Linked DNA regions of Mus musculus: regions 1 and 2 are each linked to region 3. Evidence: chromatin contacts called from public HiChIP or PLAC-seq and promoter capture Hi-C data. All regions are on one chromosome and are shown on one strand. Each heading gives the region's core, a stretch centred on a gene start, on an enhancer-like site or on the middle of the called end of the contact. The rest is flanking DNA. Distances are from core to core; before and after follow the strand shown.

Evidence for each region. HiChIP or PLAC-seq counts read pairs in DNA pulled down with a chosen protein or histone mark. Capture Hi-C pulls out chosen DNA fragments and counts their contacts.
Region 1: a promoter capture Hi-C map of adipose tissue shows a contact between it and region 3. The contact joins the promoter of Gipc2 here to the promoter of Usp33 in region 3. A contact is called at or near these places in 1 of 484 Hi-C or Micro-C datasets (embryonic stem cells), 2 of 115 datasets of contacts at active chromatin or transcription factors (embryonic limb bud and pancreatic cancer cells) and 3 of 9 other capture datasets (adipose tissue, liver and pancreatic islet).
Region 2: an H3K4me3 HiChIP or PLAC-seq map of bone marrow-derived macrophages shows a contact between it and region 3, with 3 times the contacts expected there. The contact joins the enhancer-like site here to the promoter of Usp33 in region 3. A contact is called at or near these places in 4 of 484 Hi-C or Micro-C datasets (LSK cells, myeloid progenitors, palatal mesenchyme and 1 more), 4 of 115 datasets of contacts at active chromatin or transcription factors (bone marrow-derived macrophages, cardiomyocytes, embryonic stem cells and 1 more) and 3 of 9 other capture datasets (adipose tissue, liver and macrophages).

Annotation. Positions count from the first base shown.
Region 1 is chr3:152,164,255-152,168,842 of GRCm38.p6, reverse strand. Gipc2 (GIPC PDZ domain containing family, member 2) reads left to right here and starts at 2,943. Exons shown (of 6, transcript NM_016867.1): 1 at 2,943-3,195. The coding sequence starts at 2,956.
Region 2 is chr3:152,120,954-152,125,421 of GRCm38.p6, reverse strand. The region is part of intron 3 of Gipc2 (GIPC PDZ domain containing family, member 2); the gene reads left to right. Among named protein-coding and RNA genes, the nearest start is that of Gm40179, 16 kb to the right of the region's middle. Within about 2 kb of position 3,176, at least 192 of the 459 cell types and tissues checked have an H3K27ac peak or open chromatin away from gene starts, as enhancers often do. A contact at or near this core is called in LSK cells, adipose tissue, bone marrow-derived macrophages and 5 more, where this site is marked.
Region 3 is chr3:152,344,222-152,348,491 of GRCm38.p6, reverse strand. Usp33 (ubiquitin specific peptidase 33) reads right to left here and starts at 2,014. Exons shown (of 24, transcript NM_133247.3): 1 at 1,853-2,014.

The DNA.
Region 1 (4,588 bases), core at 1,694-4,193, 180 kb after region 3:
ATTTTTTTGAGACATTGTTTCTCTCAGCTGGTTTAGCCTCAAGCTTGAGCTGCCTCAGTCTGCTAGGTGCTAGGCTTAGGTGGTGACTGCCCGGCTTTGCTCTTTTCTCCTTAGGCCAAGACCAGGTAATACTATTTGATGCTATATATGTCAGAGTCACAAAAGATTCAGTCATTCACATGAATAAGAATGTTCAGTATGGGCTGCAGAGATAGATGGCTCAGTGGTTAAGAGTACTGGCTACTCTTCCAGAGGTCCCAAGTTCAATTCCCAGCTCGCACATGGTGTCTCATGACTGTCTATGAAAGGATTGTCTGGCTTAACTCTTATACTTAAAATAAATAAATAAATAAATAAATAAATAAATAAATAAACTTTAAAAAGAAGAATGTTCAATATGTTCACAATACTTGTGTGTATGTGTGTGTGTCTGTGCATGAGTGAGGTCAGGTGTCTTCCTCAATTGCTTTCCATGTTATTTCTTTTTTGTATCAGGGTCTCTCACTGCACCAGAAGCTTACCGACTTGTCTCAGCTGGCCGACAACAAACCTAAGCATCCTCTACTCTGCTTCCCTTGGGCCTCTCTGCCCCTGCTTTTACATGGCCGCTGGGACTCGGATGTGGGTCCTCGTGCGTACACAGCAAGCACTCTACCAACATCTAGCTCTTCAGTGCCCACGCTACTTTCCAGAGTGACAGAAACATACAACAACAAAAAATTCAAATTATCCTATGGAAATCACAGACTCTTCTCTCCTCACCCCATCCCTCAGAACATCTGGTCACCTTACCCGGAGAAGCACGGACTTCTCAGGACTGGCCGTACAGGAGAGGTGAAGGGAGATGAACAAACTTGCTTTAAAGACTCAAGGATGTCTTGACTTGAACCACAGTCATGTTGTCTATTTGCCCTAGTTGAGACCAGAGAGAGAAAGCATCTACTAGGAAGAATGAGGTCAGCGTGGACTCTGAGAGCATCCGTATACCATTTCCTTCCTATGGGATTGAACGCCGATCACGTAGTTTGGCTAACAATATCTGTGGAATGGAGGATTAGTGCAGTCACTTGGAGGAGCACACAGGGATGGGGGAGGAGGGCTGAGCAAGTCTAGGGAGCACCTGAAAAGTGGCGGCTCAATGGCAGTGAAGGTAGGATGGTGTCAAGAGTTAAGAGAGAATGAAAAAACCAGCCCAGACCACTTAAAGCTCCAGGCAGATAAATTGAAGGAGTTAATTACATTAGGAGATTGACGAATGGCTGACTGTACACAGTGTGTGTCCCTTCACGTGTAAGCTAACAGCAAATGCTTCTTTGTAGAAAACGAAGCAGCCTGAGGAAACAGCGAGGATGAGGGACTTGGGAATAAAGTTGCGGTGCCCATCAGTGGCCCCAGGGGCTGAGGAAGAAATCAATGGGTAACTTAAAGCAGACAGCCTTGGGCTAGGGAGATGGCTCCATGGGTAAAGACTGCTTGCTCAAGCGTAAGGCCTGAACTAGGATTTCCCGGACCCTTATAAAGCCTGTTACAGTAGCACAGAGGTCTGCAATCACAGCGCGCCCAGCACGGGAAGGGAGGTGAGAACGGAGAAATCCCAGAAACGCTTGGGCCAAATGCCCTGGCAAGCACAGCAGCACTCGAGAGTGTGTGCACGAACCCGCGCGCGCGCGCGCGCGCGCGCACACACACACACACACACACACACACACACACGTGCGTGCGTTTGCATATGTCCCCCCCCCCTTTTTTTTTCTTAAAGAGAGCCCCTTGAGTGGAGAAATCAGATGGGGTCAGATGAAGGATTGCTTCAGCGCTTAGAGAAGTGAGGTGGATAGAATTACTGATGAGGCATGGGGAGTTGAGGGCAGGCACAACTCAGTGAATGGCTTCAGCTCTCTGAAGAATAGGAGAGAGCTTCTCTTAGGATGTGGAACAATGGACTTGGGAGTGTTGAAAACCTAGGGGAGAAAGCAGGCCTTCCGAGAGGAACAGGCTAGAGAGAGGGGCTGCGGGAATGGCTGGAGTATTTGACTTGACTCGTGTGACCTCCTTTGCTTAGATGGCGAGGAAGGCTGGCTGCTACACAAGTCTGGCTGGGGTTGCCCAAATGTGGCCGAATGCTCTGTCTACTACATTTTTTTTTTTTTTAAGATTAGCACACAAAGTTATGAGTTTGCTTATGGCGTTTTCATGCGCACAGGTCGTTATTGTCTGTTTCGATGTCTCCCCCCCCCCCCCGCTCTCTCTGGAACCCCTCCCCCTCCCTACTTTCCTGTCAGATGCATTCCACAACCCCAAGCCTCTCTCATGTTCCTTTTCTGTTTGCATGTTCCCCGACACATGTAGATTCTACACAGGAGAAGAAAAACAGGCAACATTTTTCTCTTTGAATCTGGCCTACTCTATTTAACATAATAATGTCCTCTCTCCATCCTTTCGTTTTCCTGTAAATATTATAATTTGAGGGGCTTTGGTCGTGGGTGTGTGTTTGAGACGGACTCACTCTGTAGGCCAGGCTAGCCTCCAACCATTGCAATTATCCTGTCCCAGCCTTAACAGTGCTGAAATCATTGAACCACCACGCCCAGTTGAGCGCCCAGATTCTGAAAGGCAAGGCAAGGTAAGGCCGGTCCGCGAGCAAAGGCCCTTTGTTATAGCATCCCCGGCCCTTCATACAAACCAATTCCTTTTCACTGAGAGGAGGTCTGAGTCTAGAAGGGGGTTGACTCGTGCACAGCTTTCCTTCTGCCTGAGTAGGTAGCTGCCCGGCTCAGGTGCCCTGTCCTTCACAGGGAGGGGACCTGAAGCCCGCGCCGCTAGGCGGAAGCGCTGCTACCATTGGCCCAGCAGCCGCTGTCACCTGCGCGGAGCCGGGCCCCCAAGCGCAAAGTCCGCTGTCCGAGGCCAGGGAGCTTGCGCCGCAGCGCAGGTGGTCCACGCCCTGGGACCTGCAAGATGCCGCTTGGACTGCGCGGGAAGAAGAAGGCGGCCAAGTCCAAGGAGGCCGCGAGGCTGGTGGAGGGCGAGAGATCCAGTGGCAGCCAGGGTGTCCCCGGACCCCCAGCTCCGGCACGCAAGCTGGTGTTCCACGCACAGCTGGCGCACGGCAGCGCCACGGGCCGAGTGGAGGACTTCTCCAGCATCAGCGAGCTCTACGCCAAGATTGCCGGCGTGTTCGAGATCGCGCCATCCGAGGTAAGCACAGGGGCACAGCCTGTCCTCCAACCAAGCTGGCTGCGCAGCAGTTCCCGAGCTTCAGGTAGCCAGCAGGGTGGGGTCGGTCCCCAGCGCCTCAGGGGAAGAGAGCTTGGTGGTGGAAAGCCCAGTCCTGGGACCGGATGAAACTATCCGCTCAGATCCGGCTTGTGGGTCACTGGGGTCAAGGCGACTGAGTTTTCTTTTGTTAAGGAGTCTGCTGTAGACTTGCTCAGGTCTAGTCTCGCAGGATAGGATGTGCGCCAGCACCTTCCCGGACGCAGATCTGCTGGAACAAATTAATGCCTTCCACAGGACTTGGACTTTACTCTTAGGCTTTCTGTCAGAGAGCTGCACTGGGAGTCTAACCGGTGTTAAATAGGAGGGGGAAAGTGCCTCCCTGGACACACCACAGGGAGGAGGAAAGACCTCTCGGTGGGTACAACGTGAAGCTTCGTTTGCTCTCCACTGGACGCCTCCAGAACGAACCGTTTCGGTGTTAATATGTAAGAAATGTAAAACATGGGCTGTTATTCCAAAGGAAGTAACTCAGAAAATCATAGCAAACTCTCCAACTAGCAAACACAGTTTTCACGGAAGAGCTCAGCTTCATTTTTTCCAAGGTATCTTTGAAAAGAGACCAAGAAACATAAGTAGGTTGATTATTTGATGCCTGAAGCCGGAGTTGCCATAGGTCCTATTTTGGATGCGTTAGTCTATGGGGGTTTTTGTGGGCCCTTTTGTGCTTACTCAAGAGAGCTACCTGCAAATGCAGGTGTGAAATATTTCGGAGCTGCAGCAAAAGACTCGAGCTCAAATTCCTGAACTCATCAGAAAAAACAAAAACAAAAACAAAACAAAACAAAACAAAACAAAACAAAAACGCACAGTGGTAACCCCAGTGCCTAGGGGATGGGCTTGAACCAGCCTAGTCTACTTGGTATGTTTCAGGATTGTGAGAGAACTTGTTTTTAAGAAAAAAAAAAAAAAAAAGCGAACAGAGTCTAAGAAGCAATGCTCAGGACTGTCCGCTGGCTTCTACTAGCAGCTACACACATGGAAATATTTTGTTCATTTTTGTGTGAGTGTAGGTGCTCTTGCCGGGGAACTCGAAATATGGGTGTGCGCATGCGCACACCCTGTCTCTTTAGGCTCTCAGGCTTTTGCTGTGGGCTTTCAGAAGTTGTAGAGAGCAACTTCTTTTGTTTGTTTTTCGAGACAGGGTTTCTCTGTGTAGCCCTGGCTGTCCTGGAACTCACTTTGTAGACCAGGCTGGCCTCGAACTCAGAAATCCGCCTGCCTCTGCCTCCCAAGTGCTGGGATTAAAGGCGTGCGCCACCACTCCCGGCTGAGAGCAACTTCTTGTCAGAGCGTGGCCTACATACATCTGTTC
Region 2 (4,468 bases), core at 1,927-4,426, 220 kb after region 3:
CCTCTCCTCTCCTCTCCTCTCCTCTCCTCTCCTCTCCTCTCCTCTCCTCTCCTCTCCTCTTTCTCTCTCTCCCTCCCTCTCTCCCTCTCTCTCTTTCTCTCTCTCTTCTTTCTTTCTTCCTTCCTTCCTTCCTTCCTTCTTTCTTTCTTTCTTTCTTTCTTTCTTTCTTTCTTTCTTTCTTTCTTTCTTTCTCTCATGTCTTAGTCAAAGTATGGTTGCTATGAAGAGACACCATGATTATGACACTTCTTATAAAAGAAAGTGTTTAATTAGAGCTGGCTTATAGTTTCAGAGTTTTATTCTATTATCATCAGGGCAGGGAGCATGGCAGCACTCAGCACTAAGAGTTCTACATCTGGATCTGCAGGCAACAAAAACACCTGTCCTGGCCTGGGCTCACCTCCAAACCCACCTCCAGTGACACATTTCCTCCAACAAGGCCACACCACCCAATCCTTCTCAAGTAGAGCCACTGCCTTAACATTCAAACATATGAATCTATAGGGGCCATTCTTATTGAAACCACCATAAGGATGAAGGAAAAAAACATTCCATTGCCTGATCTTGGACCATATATGAATTCTTGAATTCTCTGTCTAGAATATACTAATATTCTAGCTTTTATCTGCTCTTGGTAGATGTCAAGAACATATTGGTACATTTCTTTCAACAGGTCCCTTCTGAGCCATTGGTGTGTGCTGGTTTTAGAGTGCTAGGTAATGATATTGGCCACTTATTGATAGCTCACTGTATACTATCTCTGGACTGTATGCTTGGCATATGCTAAGATCCACATGTACACGCTCCTATCTAGTGAGATGAGAAGAACATGAAAATAAATCAAGTGAACAGTTGGTGTTGAGGTGCTAAATACACTAGAGTGTAAAAGCAGGAATAAGGTGTTGAGGGAAGGCTCTGGGAGGGAGGGATGGAGGTGTTGGGGATTGAGTCTGGGACCTTGCACATATTGGCAAATGTTCCTCCTTTTGGTTATATCTCCAGCCCAGGAAAAATCCTGAAAGAAGGGTTTTGAGCTACACCTGAGAGGTGGCCAGGTGCTTGCTCTGTACACTTCCTGGAGAAAGTTGACCCAGGGAACAGGAGCAGAATGGGCTCAGTATGGGCCATTGTGTATTTGAGAGTGCTGCACACACCAGTGTGTCAGAAATGAAAACCAAGTGTCAGGAAAGTCCACATTATCAAAACCCTGATCTCTGAAGACAGGGAGTGGTCCATGGAGAACCCAGGATGGTGTATAAGAGGCCGTAGCATGGTGGGCCCTGGATTTCAGAATGATAACTGAGACTGTATCAATGAACATATAGGATTTGATGTTGAAGTCAGGAAATCAGAGAGATCATATTGCATTAGCTGTGGAGAAGACAGAATCCTGAACTAAGGCTGGTCCCACAGGTGTGGAGACGAGAAATGGCTTGGAGGAACAGCTAACGCTATGGAAGAACCATTTATAGATACCATTCCTGCCATGGGACAGACTTGACTGCTTATAAATCATAAGAGTGGGTTATTTATACCTTTAAGTAGGCAAATGCCACAAGACATGGTTTTGGGGACAATCCCAGGACATACTAAACACCCTACAATCAAGCTACCTCCCCAGCCCAAGACAGAACTTTTATTTAGAGAGTTGACTGTCGAATATTTATTGCATATTCCTAAATGTCATGAAGGTTGGATTGTAAACTCTGTTGACTGCAGAGATAAAGGAATAAGACTTGCAAATAATCAATAGATTTATGGGTTGGTTGAGGGATTCTTTGAGATGAGGTGAGATGGGGAAGATTTAGAAAGGAGACAGGGAAGAGAGATAAGAAGTATATTTTGGGATCTCATGTGTTTGAAATCTATAAAGACAGTCCAGTTGTGCAAGGCTGTGGGCATTGAGGACTGAAGCCTAGAAGAAGGGTTTTATGAATGACTGGACTCTAATACTCTGGGGAAAAAAATCTACTCATTCAGCGTGAAGACAGAGGACAGTAAACGGAGCTTCATGGGAAATGCCAGCATCCACGCAGCAGAAGGAAAAGGAGCTAGCATAGTGAGGACGGCCAAAGGGAGGCTGTAGGTGACTGTAGGCCACTCTTCCTAAGAGCAGATCCCCTGGGCTTTGGAGCTCAGGGAGGAGTAAAGGCCACTATAAAACATATCCTTGGGAATCTTCTGTGCTGGTCAGCAGTCCCGTCACTAGTAGGACCAGCCACCTACTCAGAGCAGGGCTGAAAACACACTCTATCTTAGGGTTTCCATTGTGTGCAGAATCACCATGACCATGGCAACCCTTATAAAGGGAAGCATTTAATTGGGGCTGATTTATTGGTTCAGAGTTTAGTCCATTGGTGGGAAGCATGGCAGTGTGCAAGCTGACATGGTGCCAGGAGGAGCTGAGAGTTCTCTGTCTGGATCCAGAGCAACAGGACGAGAGTGGCACTGTGTTTAGCTTGGGCTCTTGAAATCTCAAAGCCCAACCTCCTAGAGACACACTTCCTCCAACAATGCCACACCCACCCTGACTGGGCACTCCTAATGACTCCCGCTACCACTCCCTGATGACTAAGCATTCAAATCTATGAGCTGATGACTAAGCAGTCACATCTATGAACCTCTGGGGGCCGTTCCCACCCAAACCACCAGAATGATCTTGAACCTTCTGAGCCTTCTGCCTCTACCTCCCAAGAGCTAGAGTCACAACTGTGTACTAATATGCTGTTTCTGCAGTGCTAGGGATTCGAACCAGAGTCTCATGTGTGCTCCATAGCACTCTACTAACAGCTCCATTCCCAGCCCCAGGGAAAACTTTATTTGTTACAAACACGGGTCTGTTTCAGTTATGTATGTTTGTTTGTGTGTATTAATAGTGCATATTATACATTAGCGTGTATCCGTTTCTCACGGAGAGTCACAGCAAAACCATAGTACTGAAAGCTGCTCGGAGGAGGACTTCTTTCTGTTGGAAGGGTGAGGTGACGCCTTCCCCATACCTGACGTGATTTCCCCTGGTTAGTTGCTATCTGATCCGCTTTTCTTTCCTGAGCTGGAGTCTTCTATGCCCTTGTCATGGCAGCCTGCCAGCCCTTATCACGTGCTGGCTGCAACGTCTCCAAAGATATTTTTTAGGGCCTGGCTCATTTCCTTTCTCCTTGTGCCAGTGTAAAGGGACATAGCTTTCACAATGAGCTCAACCCCTGCTCACTGAAAACCCAGACTGTCCTCAGCTGTGTAACCCTGTTGAAACCCTGTTGAAATGACTCTTGAAACCAGACCAGTCTGACCAGTTTCTTTTCCCAGGAGACCTTTGAACTGTAGTGGGCATAACTACTGGGGCTAAGGGTCTTTGTGTTTTGCTTAAATGAGTCTTATCCTGGAGATATGTGACTATTACCCTTTGAGATCGGAGGCTCCCAGAAGGAGATCTGTGTTTTCCAAGTCAGAAGGGGAGTTGGGAGGAAATGGTTTCCTCTTAAGACATCTGGGGGTTAGATTTTGGGGGGTATTTAGGCTTTGTAGCAGGTCTGCTTTTAGAGGCTTCCTTTCTGCGACATGTACCCATCAGAATGGGATGTTAAGTATGTGGAACAGTGTGGTTACACACTGTTGGAGTGACACAGCGGGAGATGACGCAGCAGCCCTGCATTAGCTCACTCAGCTTTCCAAACGCTGCCCTGAAAACCTGAGGAGAAAAATGCTCCTTCCATCACACAACTTCCTAAACTTCAAACATTAAAAAAAAAAAAAAAACAACCCCTGCATTCCCTTCCTCTTCTCCCTTCTTAGGGTCTCACTATGTAGCCCTGGCTGGCCTGCTGCTCACTACGTAGACCAGGCTGGCCCCAGTTTTGCAGAGCCAATTCCCTGGCTTCTGCTTTCTAAGTGCTCGTATTACAGAGACGCTACACAGATCTTCAGAAGATGATGTCGACTATTCATGCTACATTTAGTGTAAAAAATTCAACTACAAATACTTTGGCTTGTTTGTTGTGTTCTCTGGACTCTATAAACTACCCTGGACAAATATGAAATAACTGACAGGAGATGAGATGAATACTTAGGTCTGTCACTCTGCCAGGTGCTGAGTGTGTGAGAACGAGTGAGTGAATTTCTTAACCTTTCTGTGCCTTGGCTTCCCTACACCAAAAGTAAAGATGCCGATTAGACTTGACCACATTAGTCTGTTGTGAAGACTACACTGGAAAAGTGGTACGGTAGTCCTTAATACATCAAATCTTCAATAATAGTTAGCTGTTATCACAGGTTAAGCGTCCCTTATCTCAAAATCTAAAATCAGAAATGTTTCCTAACTGCCAGTTCTTGAGCACCAGGCCTGACTAGGAATGGAAAATCCCATACCTGTCCCAATGGGTTGGGCCACAGTAAGAACACAGGTGCATCAAAAATAATGTTCATGGTGGCCTTCAGGTTGTGAGTTAGAGGTATATGAAATGCCAATAAA
Region 3 (4,270 bases), core at 765-3,264:
AATCTTTATTCCACTTGGTTGCTTGATTGACTGATTGAGACAGGGTTTGTGTGTGTAGCCATGGCTGTCAACTCTCGCTGTAGACCAGGCTGGCCTGGAATGTACAGAGGTTAAGACCGCCTCTGCCTCCCAAGTGCTAGGATTAAAGGGGTGCATATCACCACGACCTGGCTCAGCCTTAATCCACCTGAATTCTAATTTCTAGTACAGGCTGGTTTGGCAATATTGTTTCAGAAGGAAAGGCTGATCCTTACACAAGCTTGAAACTCTGACTTGGGAAAAGGCTATTTGGCATTCGTCAGAGGACAGGAACAGAATCAAGTAAGATTTTGTAAGTGAAAGGATCCTGAAAACAGCAAATCACCTACTTGCTGCAACTATGTGGAGAGATTTGCTTATTCATATACTACATGAACTAAAAAGGAAAGTAACTGAAAACTGGCAATGCAGATCAAAAAATAGCATGCAAGCCGGGCGTGGTGGCACACGCCTTTAATCCCAGCACTCGGGAGGCAGAGGCAGGCGGATTTCTGGGTTCAAGGCCAGCCTGGTCTACAAAGTGAGTGCCAGGACAGCCAGGGCTACACAGAGAAACCCTGTCTCGAAAAACCAAAAAAAAAAAAAAAAAATAGCATGCAATCATAAATATAGCCCCCATGTATATTTGTGTAGTTTTTCTCATCTTGCCAAAGTAAATGAAATAACAAAACTATCGGCATAGTATAAGTTACTGAAACAAGTTATAAAATTTTCATTCTTCCATACTTATATTAACAGTACAAACTCACTGCCAGCATTCATAAGATCAAATAGCCTGCTGCAATCATCGGATTTGCTCTGACCTTTCCATAAGATACAACTGCACCCTCAACCACAGAAGACACTCGGAGAAATGGTCTCATTCTCTCCCTCTCCCTCCCCTCCCCTGCCTCTTTGGTTTGCTTGCTTGCTTGCTTGCTTGCTTTGAAATGGGGGCTCCTGTAGCCTAGGCTAGCCTGGAAGTCCTTCTCTACCTTCCTCCACCTTCCAAATGTTATCTTCTGCCAAAGGCATCTCTAGGCTTGAGCAGTCTACCCTGACTCTCATTATCTTTGGTAACAGGTTTTTCGTAAAGAAAAAAATTGTCAGATCAAACAAAAAAATATCTGGCATGACATGGTGGCAATACATTTGGAATCCCAGCAACTTGGGAGATGGAGGCAGGAGGATCAGGACTTGGGAGGCCAGACATTGGACTGTCTCGAAAAAATTTAAAGAAGAAAAAAGAGAGAGAGAGAGAGAGAGAACATTCTAGAATTCTACATTAAGCACTAAGTCTCGAGACCTTTGGTAAAACGCGTCTTCAGTTTAGTTAGACTCTGCTCCAGCCAGGATGTCAGCCCCTGGCTCCATTTCGCAGGCCTAATACTGATTCCGACAGAATGTAAACCCTAATCTTCAGTTGTGTGCAAAGCCCCTAAGGCAATCAAATCAATCACATTGCCTAACAGGTCAACATGACGAATTTTCCGACGAGGAGCATTTTGTATTTGAAAAATGCTTGAGCGCTTGGGAAAGCACTCACACCGTGGAAATGTGACCCGAACAAAAGCTGCGACCGACAGACGCTACGACTGGACTCGACCCAAACGCTGCGTCGGCCGAAGACACGCCACTGGGACGGTGACACCTCGGTTTTCCCGTTCGTAGCAATGAATAACGGGGCGGCGCGCACAGGTCGCGCCCCCCGACCCGGATCCCTGACCACCGAGCCGCCCGGGCCGCGCGCCGGGGCGAGCCTCAGCCCGGCCGCGCCCGCCCTCCCTCCGGCCCGCCGCCGCCGCACGCCCGCCCGCCCGTCCGCCGCGCTCACCTCAGCCCGCCGCCCAGCGCACTCCTCCTCGGAGCCTGAGCGCTCGGATCCGCAGGGCCGCAAAACGGTTCCGCAGCGCGGCCCGCAGAACCCGACCGCTGCCCGACGCTTCCCTCGGCAGCCGCCGCTCCTTCCGGTGTCTCCGCGGCCGCTGCGGGCGTCTGGGGGCGGGACCTTGGGGAGACACGCCCCGGGGCGGGGCCTCGGGCCTGGCCTCGGTTCTCCGCTAGGCCTGTGCTAGACAGGCAACCTGAGCTGACGTGTACACCACTTCGGCCGCATTTCTGCTTTTATTCCTATTCTCCCACCCTCTGCAGTCACAAGACAGCTTCCCAAGGTCTCGTCGCGGTGCATTATAAACTCCGCAGTACGGAAAGCCTCAGAAAGGTCTGAAGTTTGCAATATGAAGTGGCTAGCTCAAGGCTGGGGCAGGAGGATTGCGGTAACTTCGAAGCCAGTCTGGGCTGCAGTGTGAGGCTAGTCCTAAACCTTGCTTTTCTAATAACTCCTTTAAGACCTACATTTTCTGGAAGCAAATGCATTTCTCTTTGCCATATATACAAAGAAGAAATTAATCTCTACCATTTTCCACTAGGTTAAATCAAGATCAAATGAAATAGTTACTGAAACCTTGAGATCTTCTTGGTACTTAGAGCAATAGGAAAAAAAAAAAAAACCTTCCACTTATGTGACTGTTACATTCACTTTTTAATATTTTTCCAATTATTTCTATTATATGCATTGGTGTTTTGCCTGCATGCATATCTCAGTGAAGATGTCGGATCCATTGTATCTGGAGTTACAAACAACTGTGAACTAAACTGCCTTCTGGGTGCTGGGGATTGAACCAGTGTCCTCTGGAAGAGCAGCCAGTGGTCCTAACCAGGAGTCATCTTTTTAGCCCCTCACTGTTTGATTTTATAATATGTGAATTCAAACTGCAAAGCTGAAAAAGTTTGTCAGCTGGGCATGGTGGTGTACCCCGGTAAAGCCAGCACTTGGGAGGCTGTGGCAGGATTGTGAGTTTGAGGCTAGCCTGGATTACAGAGTAAGACATGTCTATATGATTAACCCCAAAGTTGGTTGGGAGCATGTATCTAAATATTGTGCAAAATGCCAGTCTCCATCAGAAGCAGGCGACTAATCTGAGGGCTTCTAATTATTCTGCTAGTGGAATCAGAGGATGTTAACCATGATACTCCTTGCTGTCTGGGGCTTGGCGCAAGGGAATGAAGCTGTGTGGGAGGCCCCATGGTTACCACCACTCTACCCTCGGCCTACTCCAGATATTGCTCGTTTGCTTTCACTGATATCCAAATCAGTAATATTGTCATTTTTTTTTTTCGAGACAGGGTTTCACTGTATAGCCCTGGTTGATCTGGAACTCACTTTGTAGACCAGGCTGCCCTCGAACTTAGAAATCCACCTGCCTCTGCCTCCCGAGTGCTGGGATTAAAGGCGTGTGCCACCACACCCGGCTTTCAATTTTTATTGAATGGTTTTCCCCAGGAAATTCATTTTTATTTACCCAGATATAACAACATCAGGCCAAATAAGTGTTTTAATTGGGGGTCATTCAAGCATAGACCACTTAAGGGTAGCTATACCAACAATGAGTCTCTCCCATGCCTCCAGCATTGTTAACTACATTTATACCCTCAGAGATAGGAGGTGCTGCATAAGCCTGGGTGCCCGCCATTGTGTCCATGGGGAAATGCTAACGGGCACAGGATGTGAGGGTTCATGCTGCTAACTACTGCTTTCTGATTTCAAGATGGCAGCCGCCACGAGCTGCCCAGAAGACAGAGGTCCTCAGTGTGCACTTTTACTGTAAAGGTGGGGTTTATTTTTGGAGGATTGATTGATTGACTGATTGATTGATTTGTATGGGTGCTTTGTCTACATATATGTCTGTGTATAATCTTAATAACCGGTGCCCTAGGAAGCCAGAAGAAGGTCTTGGGTCCCAAGACTAGAGTTATTGATGGTTGTGAGTCACCTATGGGGTCAAAGAATCGAACACAATTCCTTTAGAAGAGCAGCCAGTGCTTTGTAACTACTGTGTTTTGTTTTTAAGTCAGGGTCTTGTTATGTAGCCCAGGCTAGCCTTGAGCTCTCCCTCCTGACTTGTGAGATTAAAGGCATGAATCACCAGGAGCAATTTAAGAGAAATTTTTTTTCCATTTTATTTTTGGCCCATGAAATAAGAGGGCATAATCTATCACGCAAGAAAGCTAAGGTGGCCGGGCAGTGGTGGCGCACACCTTTAATCCCAGCACTTGGGAGGCAGAGGCGGGTAGATTTCTGAGTTCAAGGCCAGCCTGGTCTACAGAGTGAGTTCCAGGACAGCCAGGGCTACACAGAGAAACCCTGTCTTAAAAAACCAAAAAAAAAAAAAAAAAGTTTCTGAGGCAGGGG